Regions from separate parts of the Mus musculus genome. Here all the other regions are linked to region 1. The links are chromatin contacts, called in public Hi-C maps. All regions are on one chromosome and are shown on one strand. Each heading gives the region's core, a stretch centred on a gene start, on an enhancer-like site or on the middle of the called end of the contact. The rest is flanking DNA. Distances are from core to core; before and after follow the strand shown. Region 1 overlaps Rora (RAR-related orphan receptor alpha). Region 2 overlaps Rora (RAR-related orphan receptor alpha). Region 3 overlaps Rora (RAR-related orphan receptor alpha).

What was found. A called contact is a pair of places that touch in the nucleus more often than the background predicts.
Region 2: a Hi-C map of Th1 cells shows a contact between it and region 1, with 2.6 times the contacts expected there. The contact joins two enhancer-like sites. A contact is called at or near these places in 8 of 484 Hi-C or Micro-C datasets (CD4 T cells, Th1 cells, epidermal suprabasal cells and 4 more), 12 of 115 datasets of contacts at active chromatin or transcription factors (CD8 T cells, the SCID.adh cell line, Th17 cells and 9 more) and 1 of 9 other capture datasets (pancreatic islet).
Region 3: a Hi-C map of Th1 cells shows a contact between it and region 1, with 2.6 times the contacts expected there. The contact joins two enhancer-like sites. A contact is called at or near these places in 2 of 39 promoter capture datasets (both in liver), 23 of 484 Hi-C or Micro-C datasets (CD4 T cells, the HPC-7 cell line, LSK cells and 13 more), 7 of 115 datasets of contacts at active chromatin or transcription factors (the SCID.adh cell line, T-cell acute lymphoblastic leukemia, embryonic hindbrain and 4 more) and 1 of 9 other capture datasets (adipose tissue).

Annotation. Positions count from the first base shown.
Region 1 is chr9:69,298,499-69,302,974 of GRCm38.p6, reverse strand. The region is part of intron 2 of Rora (RAR-related orphan receptor alpha); the gene reads right to left. Gm46153 (a long non-coding RNA gene) reads left to right here. Exons shown (of 2, transcript XR_001779364.2): 2 at 2,320-2,555. Among named protein-coding and RNA genes, the nearest start is that of Gm46153, 4.8 kb to the left of the region's middle. Within about 2 kb of position 2,479, at least 58 of the 459 cell types and tissues checked have an H3K27ac peak or open chromatin away from gene starts, as enhancers often do. A contact at or near this core is called in CD8 T cells, the P5424 cell line, the SCID.adh cell line and 7 more, where this site is marked.
Region 2 is chr9:69,071,327-69,075,802 of GRCm38.p6, reverse strand. The region is part of intron 1 of Rora (RAR-related orphan receptor alpha); the gene reads right to left. Among named protein-coding and RNA genes, the nearest start is that of Gm46153, 230 kb to the left of the region's middle. Within about 2 kb of position 2,337, at least 15 of the 459 cell types and tissues checked have an H3K27ac peak or open chromatin away from gene starts, as enhancers often do. A contact at or near this core is called in CD8 T cells, the SCID.adh cell line, Th1 cells and 4 more, where this site is marked.
Region 3 is chr9:69,163,853-69,168,328 of GRCm38.p6, reverse strand. All of the region lies in intron 1 of Rora (RAR-related orphan receptor alpha), which reads right to left. Among named protein-coding and RNA genes, the nearest start is that of Gm46153, 140 kb to the left of the region's middle. Within about 2 kb of position 2,673, at least 50 of the 459 cell types and tissues checked have an H3K27ac peak or open chromatin away from gene starts, as enhancers often do. A contact at or near this core is called in the P5424 cell line, the SCID.adh cell line, Th1 cells and 2 more, where this site is marked.

The DNA.
Region 1 (4,476 bases), core at 1,230-3,729:
ACTGGGCACTACTTACTATTTTTCAATAGCATTTAAAAATGAGTAAATTACTGAAGCTCAACTATAAAAGAATCTCACATTTCAAAGGCAAGGGGGTGGGGGGAGAGAAAGAGCGTATCATTTCAAACCATCCCTAATACTTGCATGGCTGGTTTTATTTTCAATGTAATATTCAAGGGGTGTGTGTGTGTGTCTTCAGCTCCTGACTCTTGTTCTAAGCTCAGCATTTTGGAATATACATGACATGAGTTGGGGAACAGGGACATAGACCCGGTGATTAATTAAGAGCTGGTTTAACAGGTCTAAATTTCATTCTCTCTCTCTCTCTCTCTCTCTCTCACACACACACACACACACACACATACACACACCTGTTAAGTACCACATGTCTGATTCAGCAAGACTCCACCCACAAGGTTAATGAGAGAGTGAGAGAGAGAGAGAAGGAGAGGAGGAGGAGGAGGAGGAGGAGGAGGAGGAGGAGGAGGAGGAGGAGGAGGAGGAGGAGGAGAGAAGAGAGATTGCAAACCGAGGTCCCAAATTATGTTGTCAAGGGTAATTCACCAACCAACTACAAGCTCACCCAGTTTAAACTGTCCTATTTGGTGGGGGATTTCATGTGGCATATTAGGTGAAGTTTGAGATGCCCACCTTGGTACCGAGTTTGCTGCCTGAAGGAAGAGGATCCGATCTCTCCTGTGAGGAATCTTTCCTAAGTAAATGGCAAGTGGTAGGAGGGAAATTGGTTCTCATTTGCCCTGCCTTAGGAAGTGAGGAACTGCAAGCCACATCCCCCCACCCCCCACTCCCCTAAAGGATCTGGCCATGAGGTAAAGCATTCCTCCCTTTGTCTTAAGCTCCCCTTTGATGTGCAAGTCACTGGTGGAGTAAACCGTGATGACTTTGATGTTGAACTTGGAGACTTTATTGTTACTAGCATGCCTATAAGGAGAGCCGCCAGTCACTTCTCACATCTGAACAACCATGTTCCTTTACAGCCCCTTTTTTACAAGCATCAAATCCTTAAATACATGTTTTCCCATTCCTGTTGATTACTATGCTATCTGTGGTGGGGGAGGGCTGTGCTCCAATGTAATTGCAGCACCCACGTTTTCTGTAAACACCCCGAGGCGAGGCATCGTCAGATGGCTGGTAACCAAACTCCCTCAACAAGAGAAGCTTAACTGCAAAACAAATTTCTAGCAAATAAAAACATCCCGAGAAACTCTCTGAGCCATTTTAGTAGTCAAAAGGAGGAGTTTGGTCAGTATTTCTCCTAAGCAACCATTTGAAACGACACAGAAACTGTAAAAGAGTTGGCGGCGGCGGCAGGGGCCTGCGGAGAGGCTGCCAAAAGTTTGAACCATCTTAACTCATTGTAACAACTTTGTTTCTCTGCAGTGGTGGAAACAGGAAACTTCTGTTAAGACGATTCTGCTGGATAGAAGCCTGGCTTTCCCTTTAAATTTCTACCCAACCAGAAACAGGCAATGTGCTCAGTCTTTAAAGGAGCTGTTGAAGATACAACTCTAATTTCACGTGCTGACTCCCATCAGATTTTTCTTTCCAAACTTTGTTTAATCACTTCTGGAAATGTCAAATATCATCCCCTCACCCCAACCCTCACTTACATCACAGGAAACTGGTGTCTAACAGACCCTTCTCCTTCGATCAACATTGTAATAAAACTCAAGTTCTTTTGGATTTCTGGCTTCAGATGAAGTAGGGACAGATCTCCATGTTTCCTTCTGGTTCTGTTTGCTGTTGTTGTTTTGTTTGTTTGTTTGTTTGTTTTTAAGCAGGTGGCCCAGGAGGCACAGCATTTCTGCCTGCTAATCACTGGGGAGAAATGGGGGGGTGTACTACATCTCTTAGGGATCTGGGGCTTTAGTGTGCCGTTGGGAATACAATCACGGTGGAATACAGTGGTTTAGGCTGTTTGGTGGTCTTCATTTTTCAGTTAATACCCCACTCCTAGGTTTCAACTCAACCATCAAAAATGGAAAAGGCTTTGGGCTAGAACTTGATAAAGCAGGGCTGTAATTTGCCAGAACTAAGTTTAGGCATATTTGTTAATATTAATGAAAGCCTTCTTGTTTTAAAATGTATTTAAATAGCTGGCATTAGTAATTACCTCTTTCTACCTTAGAATTTTCACTTCCAAAAGGAGCTGGTTAGCCGACTGAAGTATCTTAAGCAGTTATAGTTGGGGACAGGGAGTAAAGAAGTCAGCAGGCTTCTGTGTGCCTTTCCTACATCTTGAACGAGAGACCCCAGCCCACCTTTCAACTGTAACGGAAACATTTTTTTTTCTTATAGAAACATGAACTCTGGAAAAGACCTTGGCAGCTGTCAATCACAACCTTCTAATTTTACAAACAGGGCAAGAAGGCAAGCGAAGAAAACCTGCCAGTTACCATGCAGCAGATCCAGACTAGAGCCCATGCCTTCATCCGCTTCCCTCCACACGCAGGCTGGGGCTTTCCACTCCTCAACACCGTGTGGCAACTGGGGGCCCAGATGACTCATGCATCAAATAAAGGTGTTGAACTTAAGCGATTTCTCAATCAGAATCATCTATGCAGCTTACAATTTACCAGCACATGCGATCCACCAAGGCCATCAGACCAAAATCACCAGAATCTCAAATAGAACACGCACACACAAATACACATATATTGTTTAAAATTTGACTTTTAAGTACATGTCTGTGTGTGTGTGTGTGTGTGTGTGTGTGTGTGTGTGTGTATGTGTGTGGGGGGTATGTGCACATGAGTACAGGAGGCCAGTAGAGCGTGTTGGATTGGGTTGATTGGCCTGGCATGAGCACTGTGACTAAAACTCAGGTCCTCTGTAAGCAGTGTGAAGTTTTAAAAGCTCCAGCTCTCTAATCCCTAAGAGCCTGTATACCTTGAAAGTTCCATCCTGTCTAATATACTGACAATACTGGGTGCTGAGAGACCAGAGAGCCTCTGAGATCCGTTCTAGGCCTGCTGCAGGGCGTTTAGCAAGGTTTGGGGAAAGCCTGTGACTGAGCTCTCTTTTTGCTCATCCACCAAGCCATCCTACTTCTGTCAGACTGGTTGTGCTGCTGGAGTTACCTATATGAAGGCAGCTGGCATGTTTACTCAAACATTACCCACCACAGCATACACTCACCAAGGACACAGACTACATATGTCATGGTCACCACTGTCTGAGTAGCCCACAGCATTGAAGCTGCCCCAAGCAATGGGGTAGGTATATTGCACAACCACCTCCCAGGGCCAGAGTCAGTTGGAGTGTTGTCTGCCTCCACACCACTCAGAGTCCAACTTTACTGGCGTTTCCAGATGAAAACTCACTCTACACAAAAGGCAGGGTGTCTGGTTATTGGAATCAGAGACAGGGTGTCTGGTCATTTGGAGTAGGAGGTAGGATGTCTGGTCATTAACCCCACTCCCCCAGCTTGGCCACTGCAGACACACTGAGAGGATGCTTAGGCCGGAGAAAGGCCCTTTTGTTCATAGGAAGTGCTGAGGAAGAGCTTAGGAGTAGGGAATCTTTACTTTGTTGCTGAAAAAAATAACATTAAATTAAAAAAAAAAAGATAGAAAAGGTAACACAGGAAAGACATTGCTGTTTCCATTAGAGTTGGCTGGACTCTGTGGCCAACTCCCCCACCTGCTCTGGGAGATTCAGTTCCCACATACAGGTCTGGAGTCAATGTTGCAAACAGAGGCCAGAACTCCAGACAGTGTCATTCAGGAAAAGGAGTAGAGAGCTTTGCCATTATCATAAGCGCCCTTATTGGACTGCCTAGACTGCCTCAGGACCCTCTCCTGTTTAGGTCACGTGGGGTTAAGAGATCTGGGGGTAACATTCCACCCACTTCCTCCTTCATGCTAGTGTTTAGCAAGGCCACAGAAAACGATTCCAAGTGTGGCTGTTACTGAAGTGATGACAGAAATCCCTTACATTGGGTTCCCATCTCTATTTCTCTTCAGAGGACCCCGAGGAAGCCTGTGTTTACCCTAAGATCATTCACTGTTGGAGCTTCGCTTTAGACCTCAGTTAGGAGGCCAGAATAGGGCTTTCCAAACTGATCTAACCCTCACGACCATCAAAAGAACTTTTGTGAATACTGACTCATTGGCTTTGGCCCAGATCACCAGAAACAGAACTCTACACAAGATAAATGCCTTCCATGTGATGGCGAGGACTGATGGTCTCTAGGAACCACTGAGGGAGTAGAGCAGCCCACCGCCTACCCCAAAGCTGACAGCTTAGAACACAAGGGTGTAACAATTGAGGCCCAAGGATGCCCGCCTGTATCAGAAACACCCAGGATGCTGATTAAATCCGCCCTCGGGGCCCGACCCAACACTGACTCCACCATGCCATCTCTAGGTGGGACTCAGTAATCTGCCTGTTACAGGCTCCAGTTAGGAGCTTTACTCCAGGTTCAGGAACCAGTCCTAGGATCACTCGTGAAGA
Region 2 (4,476 bases), core at 1,088-3,587, 230 kb after region 1:
AGATATCTGAAGTTGATCTCTGACCTCTATATACTTGTACAGATAAGTGCCCTTCCCCATACACATACACATGTAACCACAGGTGCACACACACACACACACACACACACACACACACACACACACTTGCACACACACAGAGTGATTCTAAACATACATCGAATATTTTGCTACTAAAGAACACTGAAATAATTAATTTAAAACTCAAAGCCTGATCAAGATGGGTCTCAAAGATGCAGTTCTAAAACTTGTAAGAGCCCTTGTCACCCAGCTTCAAACCTACAAACGCATGGGTTCATCCTTCCCTTTTTCTTTTCTCTCTCTCTCTCTCTCTCTCTCTCTCTCTCTCTCTCTCTCTCCTTCCTTCCTTCTTTCTCTTTCTTCTTTCTTTCTTTCTTTCTTTCTTTCTTTCTTTCTTTCCTTCCTTCCTTCCTTCCTTCCTTCCTTTTTTCTTTCTTTTTTTAATGAGACAGGGTCTCATCAGGTAGTTGTGGTTGGCCTAGAACTTGCTAGTCATAACCATAGAGCTCTACCTTCCTCTGCTTCCTGAGTACTAGGACCGAATGCCTGTGAAACCGTATCTCTTCTAAGCAGGAGCCAGGCTGATCCACAACATATGTGGGAGGAGGGACCCCACAGGCTGGGGCTCTGCTGCAGCAAGGAAGACATGGCATCAAGCCTTGGCAGTCCCAAAGAGCAACCCCCACCCTAACAGGAAGCATGGCCAATGGAGGGACAAAGGCTCAGTAGCTAGAGCCGTCCAGGCTGGAGAACCACTTCCTGGCTATGAAATACTGGGTAAGGAGTAAGCTACTTCCCCTCTCTGAGCCCTTCTTTTCTTCTACAAAGCAAGGATCTATCTGTCTAGGGTGGAATATACCTGCCTTGCAGGGTTATCCTAAACATAAGATAATGTATATAATGGATCAACAAACATGCCTACTTATTGGTCAATAGAAAGACTTCCTCTTGTTGTTTCTTTAAAGACCTGAAGACAACAGGGTCTTGATGTGTGGTGGTGTATTTATGCTCAAACAGAGACCCTGCGTCATCTCTAGAGTTGACATATAGCTGTGTTCTCAAGGAGAAGAGAATGGCCTTCCCCCAACAAGACTCTTCACCATGCCCATTGGATTGCAGCTTCTTCTTACCTCTGTGCCCTGGTTCCATCTCAGAAGCACATTCAAATCTTTCCACATCCTTGAGATCTCCTCTCAGTTCATTCTCTCTGCATATTACATTGGAGAAACTAATTTTATTTCCAGACAAGGTGTCCTGTAGCACAGGCTGGTTTGAAACTTCCTACTTAGCTGAGAATGGCCTTGAACTTCTGATCTTCCTGCCTCTACACTCAGAGTAACCGTATTAGAGGTGTGCATTCTGGTTTATGCAGTAGTGGGACGAGAATCCAGAGCTTCACGAGTCAAGTCCCTGCTCTTGATATTCTAAAGTGTGTGTTTACTATGAGCCAGAGATTTCCTGAACATCTATTAGCCAGGATGCTGCTGGGAACCAACAGTCCTTCCCTCACAAAGTCAACAAACCAATAAGAATTTAGCATGGGGGAAGAGAGATTCCTGGAGTTTTCTCCAAAATGTCTTATAAGCAGTCCCATCTTGCTGGCCAGTCTTAAATACTGTCCTTAAAAAGACCTGGGTTCTACGATGTTCTAAGCCTTAGAGTGTAAGGTAAGGGGTGGTGGTTCAGATCCTGTGTGTCCCTGTAGGTTGCTTCATAGGCATTAAAAACAGTTCTCCTTCTGACCCACTAAAGTGGATTACTTGTGTGTGGGGTGTGTGGGTACATTCCTGTGTGTAGGTACATGTATGTATTTGCACATACATACCTGTGTATATGGAGGTCAGAGGTTAACATCAACTGTCATTCCTCAGACCCTGTCCACCTTATGTTTGTGGCAGTGTCTCTCATTGGCTTGGAGCTCTCACCAAGGAAGCCAGCCTGGTTGGTTAGAGATACCGGGTGATCCACCTTCTCCACCATTCCAGCTCCCCCCTCCCGTGCAACCATGCTTGGCATTTTAAGGCAGTCTGTGGGGATCAAACTCAGTTCCCCACACTTGCAAGGCAAGCACTTTACTGACCAAACCATCTCCCTAACCTTGGATTACTTATTTATATAATTTGTTTACCCTAAGCATTGACCACAAAGCTCTGGGGGAGACAGGCCAGCTGCTAAGGGAAGATCAGATGCCCAGAAGGTCCCCCCCCCCACCCCCGCCGCTAAGACACAAAGCGTCTCACCGTGATTCACACTCAGACTGAGAGATAGCTGTCATTTCGTTTCCTTGTCTCATTTCCTCTGCAGTCTGATATTCTCTGAAATCAGCCCCCCACCCCCACCTCCGTGCAGGGAGATTGTGAGAGCAAAGAGGTAGATAAGGAGGGAGGGGCAGAGGAGGAGACAGACATTTCAGTCTAGAACTGATCGACCCATGTGAAAGCCACTCTTTGAGTCTCACCCTCTCTCTTTATCACTGAGGTCCTTTTCAAAAATCTGCTAGGGTTGGATGAGAGATATTTGATGCTGCCAGGAGGCAGTGATCCTGGGACATCCTCAGGGATGTCAATGTCTTAGAGAGCAGGATCACCTTGTTCAGAGGCCTCTCTTATTTTTATTTATTTTAAAATGCTTATTGCATGTGTGCATGTATGTATGTATGTATGTATGTATGTATGCATGTGGAGGCCAGAGGCCAAACTCAGGGATTTGTCCTCCAGGATGCTGGCTATTTAAAAGCTAGATACTGTGTTTGACACTTTTGGGGGAGGGGTGGGGTGTGTCACAGTACACACGTGGTGGTCAGAAGACAACTCCGGCGAAGCCAGTTCTCTTCATTTCCCTTTCCATGAGTTCTAGGACCAGAACTCAGGTTGCCAGGCTTGGGTGGCAAGCACGTTTACCCAGTAGGCCTTCTCACCAGCCCCACCTTGGTATTTTCTTACTGGCCTGGAATTCAACAAGCAGGCTAGATTGACTGGCCAGCCAGTAAAACTCAGGGGAACTGCCTGTCTCTGCCTCCCCAGTGCTGGGATTACATGTGTGTGCCTCCACGCCTGACTTTTTAAAAGTGGGTTCTGGGGAACAAACTGAGGAGGTCGTAATGATACTTTACTAACTGAGCCATGCCGTCTGCCCTTTTTCCTCTGGGAGAGTCACCACTTACCGGATAACACACACACAACACATATTTGTTAATTCCACAAAGGGAGAGAGAAGAGAGTTGCACTGAGTTAAACCAGCTCTGACACCTCTCTGGCCCCAGCCTGGGATTAGCTGTGAAGTTCAGATGGCAGTGCCAGGAGAACCAACTTAAAACAAAATCTCTCTTTGGTAACACTGCCTCTGACTCAAGTCTGATGGAAAGTTATCAACTTTGGAAACCCTCAAGGAAGAGGCAAAAACATCACATCAGCTCTTGTTTCTTTTGATGTTCAAAAGAGAACTACCTTAAACACCAGGATGGAGACGGGGGAGGAAGGATGCCAGGCTCACCGGGCACAGTCACGTATGTAAGGCAGCTTCCCCAGGTGACCTCAGTGAGAGAGCAGCATTCTCTGCATCTGGGTTTCCTTTGCTGTAAAAAGTCAACGGCACCTTCTACTCTATCCCCCACAAACCTCTCAAACTCCTATTCATCTCCCAAGACCCATTTTGATGCTCTCTCCCTGTGAGGTTCCCTCACCCTTCACTTCTCTCTCCCGCCTAGCATCCACTGTGTTGGGGCAGTTAACTCTCGCTGATTTACTGCCTCCAGCTACTCTGAAGGGCAGATGTCTACATATTCTTCACTTTTATGGTGCTTGGTATCTAGTACTTGAGGGCTGAGGGCTTATAAAAATGATCTGAGAAACATGGTGGGAAGGGGCTTTAAAACTAGGGCCATCAACATATAATGTGGTTATTATGAAGGGCAGACTTCACAGTAGGGTGGCAGCCTATTGACTGCCCAGAGAAATATGCTTCCAGGATGACAGGAATAGACCCCGTTAACGCGTTTAATCCATTACCACTGGCTAAAATGAGCTAAGCACCTGCAGACTCAGAGGGGAAGGAACCAGTAGAGATTCAGCAAGGCCGCCTCTCCTCCTGTCACTGTGTCCCAACTGCTTGATCCAGGATTTCGAACCCTCCCTGCCCACAGGCTCTGAGGTAAGGCGATTATATAAGGGATGAATGCAGCCCTCGCTTGTTTTAATAAAAGAAACAGCCCATTTAAAGGAACACGGACCTCAGTGGCTTGGAGATCTCTGACTGAATGTGATCCAGAGGCCATGCAATACAAAACAGCTGTCTAGAGAATAGCTGGTTTTTCCTCTTTAAAACACTCTGGAAAATTTGCTCTGTCCCTGTGCCAAGATGAAAAAATGAAAACCAGAAGGGCTGCTCGGAACGTCTCTTCATTTTACAGACTACTTTAATGCATAATGCCATAAAGACAGAAGCTCTGCTACTAGA
Region 3 (4,476 bases), core at 1,424-3,923, 130 kb after region 1:
AAAGAAATGAATATGCAATGAACACATGTCAAAAAGTTGCCGACAGTACTCAAGAAGATGGACAGCTTTGGGCAGCAGTTACTTAGAAGCCAGCTGCAAGTTAAAGGGTAACATAAGGTGACTCCTACTGCCCGGTGCTATGTCCTGCCTTCCATGAGCACACACCAGCAACTCAAACTACTCAGAAGCAGAAGGGTGCTATACTAGGAACATGTCCTAATAGTGACTATTTTTGTCCCATCCATTCTTTGTTGGCTCCTTGCTTCTCCTTCTCCTCCTCCTCCTCCTCCTCCTCCTCCTCCTCCCCCTCCTCTTCCTCCTCCTCCTCCTCCTTCTTCTTCTTCATTATTTTATTTATTTACATCTCAAATGTTGCCCCCCTTCTGGTTCTCCATCCTCCTTCCCCTTAGACTCTGAGAGGGTGCCCCACCCTGGGAACCACCTCTCTCCCTGGGGCATCAAGTCTCTACAGGACTAGGAGCATCCTCTCCCACTGAAGCTAACCTCTGCTACATATTGCTGGGGCCCTTAGACCACCCCTTGTATGTTCATTGTGGGTGACCTTAGCCGAAATGCCCAACACTGGGGATATGGAACCTGAAGAGACCATCTCCAGTAGATAGACAGGGCTCCCAATGGGGGGATTGAGACACCAACCTACCTTCAAAAATTGTAGACCCCAAATTGTTCCTGTCTAAAAGAAATGTGGGGACAAAGATGGAACAGAGACTGAATGAATGGCTTGCTCTTTCTTCTCATTTTGCTTTTTCCTTCTGCCTTGAAATGACCTAGCTCAAAGGCTATTGGAAGATGATTTCCTTTGAGTCGGAAAGCTTCTCCACTATTCAGCCCTCCAAGTTTTTCATATGCTTGTAGCAATGCACTTTTTTTTACCCACAATATATAAGAAAGATCCAACACTTAAAACATGTTTCTTGAAACAAATTATCATAAAACAGCAAATTCCTTAGTCGCCCCATGCTTACTCCCAAGATGCTGTAAATTACAATACAATGGAGTGGGTTCAGTTCTTTTCTGTAACAGCACAGCAAGACTATTTTGGTGATGCTCAGTCTAAGACACTAATTGTTTCCTTAGAAATGTAATACATTGGAATGCCAGGGACGATTCATTTTTCTGCTTTGAATAGGGGAAGTGATGTTTGTTATCATAGAAACACTGTCTGGTATTTTCACATGGAACTCAGATCCTAAACAGGATGTGGTGGACATTAGAAACGATTTATTCCAGGGGTGAGGTTGCAAGGTTCCCTCAAGACCTGTTTGCATTATAAATGACTATCTAGCACTTTGATTCATGTGTGTGTGTGTGTACATGTGTGAATGTGTATTCATGTGTGTGCATGCGTGTACATTGTCTTGTGAATGTGTGTGTGTTAATGCATATGTATCCATGTCTCTGTGAATGTGTGTGTTCTGCATGTGAGCATATGTGAAGGTGTTTGTGGGTGTGTGCATATGTGTGAGAGTGTGATTTGTGTGAAGACAAGAGGACGACTTTTTTGTCATCCTTCATAAAGCTTTGAGACAGGGTCTCTTCTTGGCCTGAAGCTCACCTGTTAGGTAGACCGGCTGGGCAGTAAGCTTTAGGGATTCCTGTTAGGCTAGACTGGCTGGGCAGTAAGCTTTAGGGATTCCTGTTAGGCTAGACCGGCTGGGCAGTAAGCTTTAGGGATTCCTTTGACTCTGCCTCCCCAACACAGGGATCACAGTGCACACCAATACACTTGACATGCTATCTAGCACTTTATAATTAACATGACATACAGCTGGGTGAGATGGGGCATGTAGAGTACAAGGAAAACTGAGGCAGGAGGATACTAAATGTGAGTCTAGCCTGGACTGTTTAGCAAGACCCTGCCATAAAACTAAAGTAAACTAAAGTATATTACATTTAAACACTCAGATGTGTCCTTTAAAAAGGTATGTCTATATTTTGTTTTTTACATCGATCAATTGATTGATGGATGATTGATTGGCTGCACACAGCATGCTGGAGGAGGACTTGAGGGAGTCAGTTCACTCCTTCCACCACTCCTTCCACCCAGGCATCAAATAAACCTAGGCCACTGGGCTCGGTTGCAAGCACCTTTAATTGCCTGGTTATCTTGCCGGCCTGTATCTGCCTTTTCTTAAATACAGAAAGTATAGCAATGCAAGGCCGGGGTTCCTGTGTCAAGTGAATAAAGCTGACCCAATGGAGTTCCACTGTCCTTCTCATTCACACTTCCCAGTCCACCCAAGGAACACCACTCTCCATGCCAGGGTAGAAGTGAGGTCACATCCCTTGTGCCATCAGGACTGCATAGGGTCTTAGGGCTGTTTTGATTTGTCTTTTGAATATGCACCCAGCTAGACCAGGGTATCCATCTAGGTGAGCCCTGGGGTCAATTGTACTTAAGGACAGTTTTGGGGAAGGCTGAAAGGCTAGCCTTCCATTGTCACACAGCAGGGCTGGTCTAGTCCCTGTGGGTCCCAGGAAACCTTTTAGGGTAGCTGGTGCCAGTAGCTTCCAGCCTCAGCTGTGGAGTTTCTCAGGCAGCCAGAGTTCAGGACTCACCATTCACAGTGAGAATGCAGGCTGTCCTGCAGTTGCTAGCTTATGACAAGTCTAGGACCAAAAGCTTCAAGTTGAGACTCTCATCTCTCTGTTGGGAAGTTGACGCTTACACACGGCCTTTTCCCTACTCAACCGTCATCACGGCAGATACGCTGAACCTGGGGGAAGTGGGGAAAACCCAGCAGCTTAGGTTACGTTATCAGTAAGGAAAACAGATTTTTCATTTCCTGCCCCTTTTATTATTTTTTCTTCAGGCTGTGGCCAGGACCTCTCTGGCAATGAGAGATTACACTAAATTGTTCTAAATAAGGGAGGAAGAGGGACTGTCATTAATATCATCTTCCCCAAGAAAATGAACCCAATGAAGCCAGCTATCTGTGCTGGGGATCCTTTGGGAGGGTGAGCCCTGTGACCTAGGGGACCCTGCAGCTCCTCCTTACTGCAAATCCAGCCCCATAGGTCCCTTGACAAGAGGAAGTGGGTTTTTGGCTCCTCCTCTCTCCCCTTCACCCACTAAGAAAATCAAAGGCGCCTTTTATCAGTTTGGCAAAAAGACAAAGGGAATGCACTTAAAATTCTTGGTTCCTATGGTTGCCATTCTCAGAGAACCCTGAATGGAGATTTGTAGAAGTTTTTTCTTTCTTTCTTTCTTTCTTTCTTTCTTTCTTTCTTTCTTTCTTTCTTTCTTTCTTTCTTTCTTTTTTGTAACCAAGACTAGACAGCAGCCAGAAGGAGAAAGAGATCCAACGGAAAGGAACATTTTGAAATCCACTCCCCCATCCTTTCCAAGTCCTCTCTCGCTCTCCTCCCGATCCCAGGCTTCGGAGGAGGAGGAGGACAAGCATTCCCCCAGGAGAGAGGCTAATGCAATGGCCCCAGGCCGACTCTCTTCACTTCTCAGTCCTTCCTAAGCAGCTGGGAAGATGTGAATAAGTACCAGAACCAAGCCAGTCTCCAGGAAAGAGAGCTGAGTCATAGTTCCCAGTTCTGGAACTTTCCACACAGTAAGGGCTCGGTGTGTAAGAGTTGCTATGATCTTTTAGAAATACAAATTTTTGCATCCGTGTATGTGTCCATGTTTCTGTGTGTAGACATGTATGTATGTATGCAGGTGTCCGTATGTTCACTCAGAGGTTAGAGATCAATTTTTGATGTCCTTTCCCCTTGGCTCCCGACCCTGCCTCTCTCCAGAGCTTCTCCCTGAATTTGAACTCCCTCCTTCAGTTAGGCTGGCTGGTCCATGCACCCCAGGGGTCTACCTATCTCAGTCTCCTATCGGTGGTGGGACCTCAACAATGCACACCATGCTTGGCTTTTTATGTGAATGCTGGGATCCGAACTCAGGTCCTCAGACTTGTGCAGCAAGCACTTTATTGATTGAGTCATCTCCTTGACCCTCTGTTATGGGCATTTCAACATTTGATGAAAGCACTTTATTTAGAACGCTTAGCAATAAGACGTGCAGTACAGAGCAACAGCAACCAGCTGGTGGGTTGTAGGTGCCTGGTATTTCAAGCTAAAATTCCATAGGATGCTGAAGCAAAGCTCCCCCTAGACAAAATTAGCCCCACCCAATCCCAGGAATCCAAAAGCAACAGAATTAGCCTCTTCTTAATACCTGCTCTCCTTACAGTGTAGCAAGTTTGTGTCCATGAGCAAGAGGACTCTGGGATGTTAAAATGGGCTTCTGATGGATAAAGGGAATGTTATACATGTATACACAGGACACACACAGACACACAGACACACACAGACACACACACACACACACACAGACACACACACACACACACACACACACACACACACACACACACTAAAATAGCATTCAGTCATAAAGAAGTCCTGAGGTCTGAGGAACATTGATGCAACTAGAGAGCATTACCTTACATGACA